Linked DNA regions of Danio rerio: region 2 is linked to region 1. A link is a contact called in public HiChIP or PLAC-seq data. All regions are on one chromosome and are shown on one strand. The core of a region is the stretch at or near the end of the contact, and the rest is flanking DNA. Distances in the headings are between cores, read along the strand shown. Region 1 holds the start of gpr26 (G protein-coupled receptor 26). Region 2 holds the start of ikzf5 (IKAROS family zinc finger 5).

The links. HiChIP or PLAC-seq counts read pairs in DNA pulled down with a chosen protein or histone mark.
Region 2: a contact with region 1 is called in an H3K4me3 HiChIP or PLAC-seq map of embryo, with 4 times the contacts expected there. The contact joins the promoter of ikzf5 here to the promoter of gpr26 in region 1.

Annotation. Positions count from the first base shown.
Region 1 is chr17:23,018,488-23,021,845 of GRCz12tu, forward strand. It overlaps gpr26 (G protein-coupled receptor 26), which reads right to left and starts at 2,071. Exons shown (of 3, transcript XM_021473117.3): 1 at 1,097-2,071. The coding sequence starts at 1,767. It also overlaps a transcript of ikzf5 not described here.
Region 2 is chr17:23,220,086-23,223,291 of GRCz12tu, forward strand. It overlaps ikzf5 (IKAROS family zinc finger 5), which reads left to right and starts at 1,395. Exons shown (of 4, transcript NM_205601.1): 1 at 1,395-1,751; 2 at 2,128-2,280. The coding sequence starts at 2,148.

The sequences.
Region 1 (3,358 bases), core at 821-3,320:
TATTTTCTCTGAGCCGTTTAAACTTGAACGCTGAATATGTGATTTAATATCTATGTGCTAACAATTCTTAAATTATAGAATCTTTAGAAGAGAATAGTTATAAGAAGAGTTATTAAAAGAGTTTTTTCATTGTTTAAAAAGTTACTTAGAAAAGAATTATATATATATATATATATATATATATATATATATATATATATATATATATATATATATATATATATCAGTTTATTTAACCACATATAGAGTAAGAATATATAAGGGTAGTAACAAACATCTTAATTATACAGTATAATGAATCTAGATTATTTCATCAGATTTCAAGTGGACTTATAATTAGATTAAATTGTTTTAAAACGTTTATAATCTGATGGATTTCATGACTACATATTATTAACATAAAATCAGTCAATTCATTCATTGATTTCATCCTATTTTTTCCTCCAGTAAGTTTTCTGTTTTTAAAGTGTTTCATTTAGATTGTTTTAATTCCTCCTCGTACAGAATGGCCGTATCTAAATCATTGTTTTATCAGTCCATTTAGACCTTAAATACAGCAGGAGAAATTCTCAGTAAGTTTCTTAGATGTACCCAAAATGGCTCTTCTATAACAAAATCCATGCATTTCTATGCAAAAAGAGAAAAAGAAGAAAAAATTTTAATAAGGAAGGATGGCAGTATAGAGAATGGGGTATTCCCAGAATTTCCCTTTCGACCTACATTATTATCAAAGCTTATTTGCTTTGTTAACGTGGTGGTCTTTGTGTTTGTATCACTGTCTCCGTGTCATATTACATAGCTGTTGCATTTGTCTATTTTTGATGGAGTGTGGCCTTCCTGTCTTTGCCTTTTTATTGTTTTCTATGAATTTACAGCTACAATAGGCTGTCATATTCTTACATCATCGTCACCGTATTTGGTTTCAGAAAGGGGATTTGCAACGATGCATACATAAAATATTTGGGGTTCACCTTACAGTGAAAAAAGAAAAGTAGTGTTTTGTTATTTTTTATGTAGTGCAAAAAAATGTAAAGCATCTGGACTGTGGTTAAACCAGTTAAAAAAAACAGTATATGCGCACAGTATATGTCCTTACCTCGGGTGTATGTCCACCAACAGTACGAGGGTTTGCATGGTGATCACGTCTATGCGCTTGCAGTGAAAGCGCGCGACTTTGAGCACTTTCAGATAGGTGACGCAGAGTACCACCGACACCAGCAGGAACGTAAGCGAGTGCAGCACCAGCGTGTAAATCGCGAATTGCGTCTTGGCATGAACAGCCCTGCCGTTACAGAGCGTGCACGAAGCGTACTGCTGATGGTAGCCCACCCAGGAGAGACACGCGGCGACCACCGAGAAGGATAGCGAGTGCACCCACGTGTAAGCCAGAGCGATCACAGCGTCCCGGTGACGGATCCTGGAATGATAACTCAAAGGGAACACCACTGCAACCCACCGGTCGATGCTGAGCGCAGCCATACTCAGCATAGAGTTGGTGGTCAGGAAAGTGTCCAGAAAGCCGACCACCTGGCAGAAAACGTGTCCTCCAGGGTGCGCATTACTTAGCACCCCGAAAAGAGTCAGCGGCATGCTGGAGGCGGACAGAAGCAGGTTGCAGAACGTCAGGTTGAGTATAAACAAGCCAGGGACCTGCTTGCGTATCTCTGCATTGTACAGGAAGCAGATCAGCACCAGCACGTTGGACAGCACCGACACTACGATGATCAAGATGAGGAGAAAGGAAAGCGCGAGCTCCGCTGTGTGCATGATGTTCCCCGCTCTTTTAAAGCCCCCAACTTTGTAGTGCAACTCCAGGACAGTTCATGACGGGGAACTAAACTGTATCAATACAACTTGTAGATCCCCGGGCGTGATATCCAGCGGCGCGCGGCTACTCGATGGACGGCTCCCCATAGCTCTAACCACCGTTTAGTCCGCGAAGTGTTGGCACAATCCATCCAAACAGTTGGAACGCGAGATTTCAGGAGTGGACGCTTAATCCGCTCTCCCTCACAACCCTGAAGGAATGTCACGCGCAAGTGCGCAGTTATGGTTTGTGCGCTCTTCTAATGCAGAATTCGCCCTTGAAGCAGCTTTATATGTCAAAATGTCACCCCCACCCCCCCACACGCTATCACGAAATACCCACACGTGACTAGCGTCAAAGGAATCGTCAGGGAATTAAAATAGTGAGGGGACTAAATTTAGAAAGTGTTTATATTTGTCGAAGGGAACTCTTTCACGTCACGATGAGGCAAAAGCCCTGGGTCTCGTGGTACGATGTTATCTTCGCTCGCCTTGCGCACTCAGCTTCAGTCTGAAAGGTGCCGAAGAGCTGAATGCATTTATTTAGAAACACGATTAGTCTTTTTTTGCATATTTTGTTTTAACATTTGTATATCATGGATGAGACTGTGTCTGAAACTTTAATATTTCTGTATTTACATGCTACAGTGCGAATGATATGAGGTCAGAATTTAGTTTTTTATTTACAAATCAATGAAAAAAAAAACACAAAGACATGTATACAAAAACCTTTATCAAAAATGGAAGTTATAGTATAGGATACCACAGCAGAGCATCCCCGCACACATGGCTAAGACATAAATATCACTTGTTAAATGGATAATTCATTCCAAAATGAAAATTAGCTGTCAATTTACCCACAGGCCATAAGATGTAGGTGACTTTTTTTTTTTTAATTCAGCAGAACATACTGAATACCAGGGTGCAAATTAAAGGGGGGTTTGGGGGTCTGACCCTCTAATTAATGCTTAATCCCCCCTGAAGAACATAAAAGTAGATGTTTTAATAGTTTAATAGTTGAGAAATAGTTTGCTCTGATCTGTATCTTAAATAATAGTAATAATTAAATTATAGAAAATGTAAATATACATTTGACCTCCCCCATAATGGTTCATACCATTGTGAATGCATGTTTGCGCCAACAATTTAAGCACCAACAGACAGCATAAGTGTTCACAATACATGTGTCTTGTAAAATAGGCTTTTGAACTATAGGTGTCCATTAAACTTAATGCATAGTTTGTATGTTTTAAAACACTTGCCCACATGGAAGTTAAACAGTAAGTTAAAAAATATGTACCATCTTTCATAGTCATGCAAATAGGTGAAGGAATGCAAACCTGTCATCACTTATTCAATAATTACAAATGTCATTGAGAATCACTCAATATCCCTCAACTCTAAAACAAAAGTTTGATTAATAAATTAGATGTAATTAAAAAGATAATTTTGGTTCACTGAGGCATATTACCAAACATAACTGAAAAACTTGACCCAACCCCAATCGTCAATGTATAATTTGCACATTACTGGATATTTATTTATTTATTTT
Region 2 (3,206 bases), core at 145-2,644, 200 kb after region 1:
TGGTAAAAGGCGATGAATCATCAATGCACTTGATGCAGAATTCTAAAAGGTTTTTAAAATAAATGGATCATTGCTGTTATGCAGAACCTCTGTGGTTATGAATACCAATTTTTTATGGTTAAGCTGTAATTCAAGAAATATTTCAAATGTAGGAGTCTTGCAAAAAGTATCATTTTGAATTTCTATATTATTTATCCAATGTAATATTTTGATATAGCGCATTTATCGTGTATGACCATACATCCAAAGTGCTTCACAATCATGAGGGGAGTCTCTGGATGATGCAAAGGCAGCCACAGGACAACTGCACCAGTGCGCTCACCACACACCAGCTATAGGGACAGTGATGGAGCCAATTCAGTGCATGGGGATGATTATGATGGCTAATGGCCAATGGAAAGAATTGGCCAGAAACAGAGGTTACACCCCTTCTCTTTACGAGAAGTGTCTTTGTATTTTTAATAACCACAGAGAGTCAGGACCTCCGTTAAACGTCTCATCCAAAAGACGGTGCTCACTGACAGTACAGTGTCCTCTTCAGTGCCCCACTGGGGCATTACGTCTCACACAGACTGCAGGTTGAGCGCCCCCTGCTGGCCACGCAGAATAACAAAACAAAAATAAAAGGATGACTTTTATATAGATTCTAATTTTTTAAATTAGCATTTAATGGAAAAAACTGACTACTGATGTATGATTTACAAGATAAATCTATTTGACTATCTAACTATTTTTTTTTACTTTAAAATATTATGGTTAAATGCAACTTGCCATTTCTTTGTAGCTAAACGTTGCAATTTGCTAGCAATTTCTGAATGAAATTGTACCTTGTAACAGGATGGAAACAAAATATTTTATCAAAGGCTTAGTCGTTGCTCATTGAGTGACTAAAAGTGAGCTTTCCAATCATCTTTGTAATCTCTTAGCAGTATACTGTGTCATGTTATCAGACACGACAGAACTACACAAACCATCAAGCTAATCTCCACCTTTAAATACAAGCCTTTTGTGCAGCTGTTTTTCCATCAAAACGTTGTCCTTTCGTCGATGACGACGACCGCGTCATTTACAAGACTAGCAAGATAGAAACTGATAGAGCATCAGATAAGTTTATAACGTGAGTTAGTTTAAATAGGCCTACTACCAAAGAACGCATGTTTTGTTTTTTTGTTTTTTTGTTTTATCAGGGGGTAGAAAAAAATATTTGTCGTTTTGACAATTGTACATTTTACAATTTCTGTCAAAATACAGAAAATGTATATAACTCACTTTTATATTCACTCATTTGGGGAATGGGGATACTAGGTTGGATTACTTGAATTCAACCCGCTCTTCAAAGTACTGACACACAGGAACTAAATATTCAACCATCGGAACGAAGACGGAATCATTTTAGCGGCGCACCGCCAAATTGAACTTTCACCCCTACGTTTTCTTTTGTTTTGATGGCGCATAGCATCATTTTGGCTCTCCAAAGGTTGTTTTTGCACTTCATTCGCCAATGACACAGTCCAAAAAGACAAAAGGAGCATGTTTAAAAGACGTCAGTCCAGCTGCCGCTTAAATGTAAAGCTCGTTTAAATCCCGTTTTAATTGATCCAGTCGCGCTAACTCGCTGACGTTAGCTGTCCAGCATCACCATGGAGCTTTTCTCGGTCAGATTTTTCTAAAAACTCCTTAAATAACGGAGTCGTCAGTCAACAAATCCAGCAACCGAGTGTGGTTTTAATTCAGCTGACACCCTTGAAAAGGTAACTGTTGTTCATTGTTGTTAAATGATCGCATAATGCTTGGGAAAGCTTGGCGACGTCAACGTTACTCGCTATTATAGCAACGCCTGTTACCTTGTCAACTGAATAACAGTCAGACTAATACAACTCAGTAATGTTTGTTACAACTGCCACAAGTTCAGCTTGAACTTACGAGCTGAAGATTTTGCAGCTTTGTTTACTGTATTTGCTGGCATGGGACTGTTATTGTAAAGGGTTCGATTGGATTCACACTTTACAGTATGCCTGTAAAGTCTAATGTTGTTGTTTGATATAAGCGTCGCTTTACAAAGATTTTCTTTTGTATATGCATCTGTTTGGTTATATTTTATTTACGCTACAGCCTGTTTGACCACAGTGGAAGACTCTAGATCTTCAATGGGCGAGGAGAAGCCAGAACCCCTGGATTTCGTGAAGGACTTTCAGGAGTACCTGAGCCAACAGACCCAACATGTCAACATGATATCAGGGTCTGTCATCGGTGTGAAAGACAGTGATGATCTGCAAGGAGGTAATTTATGTCTGTCTGAAATATATACACAATATATTTTTTTATTAGTGCTTTCCACAGGTTTGAAACCAGACCATTTACTTAAATGACATAAATAGTTAGCTATATGCAACAAACAAAACATAATTGAATTTTTAACAGTATTTGTATTTTTTATGACAGTTTTATACTGTTTCTTTTTAATAGGTTGAAGTAAAAAATGTTGAAATAAAAAAAATCCACTATTTCTAACACCAGAATGCTATTCAGAAGCCACATGCAGCCACTGACAGGGTAAAATCTTCTCTTTCTTATTCAAGCTCAAAGCAAACTTGAATGCCAAAGCTTTTAAGATATGTATATAAAATAGCCTATTTAATATATTAACTTGAAATAATCATTTAATGAGAAATAAATGACAAAAAAGAAATGAAACAAACAATATCTCTAAAAGTTTATATAGTTACAAGATTAAAACGTGTAGATTATATAAATAATGCAAATGCAATAACCATTACTAATGGTGTACATATATTTTGCAGCCACATTAGACCAGTTATTTCTTCCTCTCCAAGTATATAGTAAAGTTTTTCTGAATCATTTAGATTAAAGAAACTATCATTTACTTTTTCTCTTGGTCTCATGGCTGCGCTTGCTGTCAGCTGTGAAGCAAGCGGAAAGTAGCCTTTGATAAAAGAGTAATGCAAAAATGCTTACAAGCTTTAGAAAGTGAAAGCAAAAGTTGAATCCCAGACATTTTAGGATATTTAGTAACACGGGCCGGATGAATTTTTAAATCCCAAAAACGTGCATCTTTGTGGATCTGCAAAGTATGTGAGACTGTATGTAGGAGTGTTGAACAGGTAAACGAGAGAAGATTTTCCACTATTTAATTGATAGCGGATATTTGGTTATATTGGGTGGATACAAAAAAAAAAAAAAAAAAC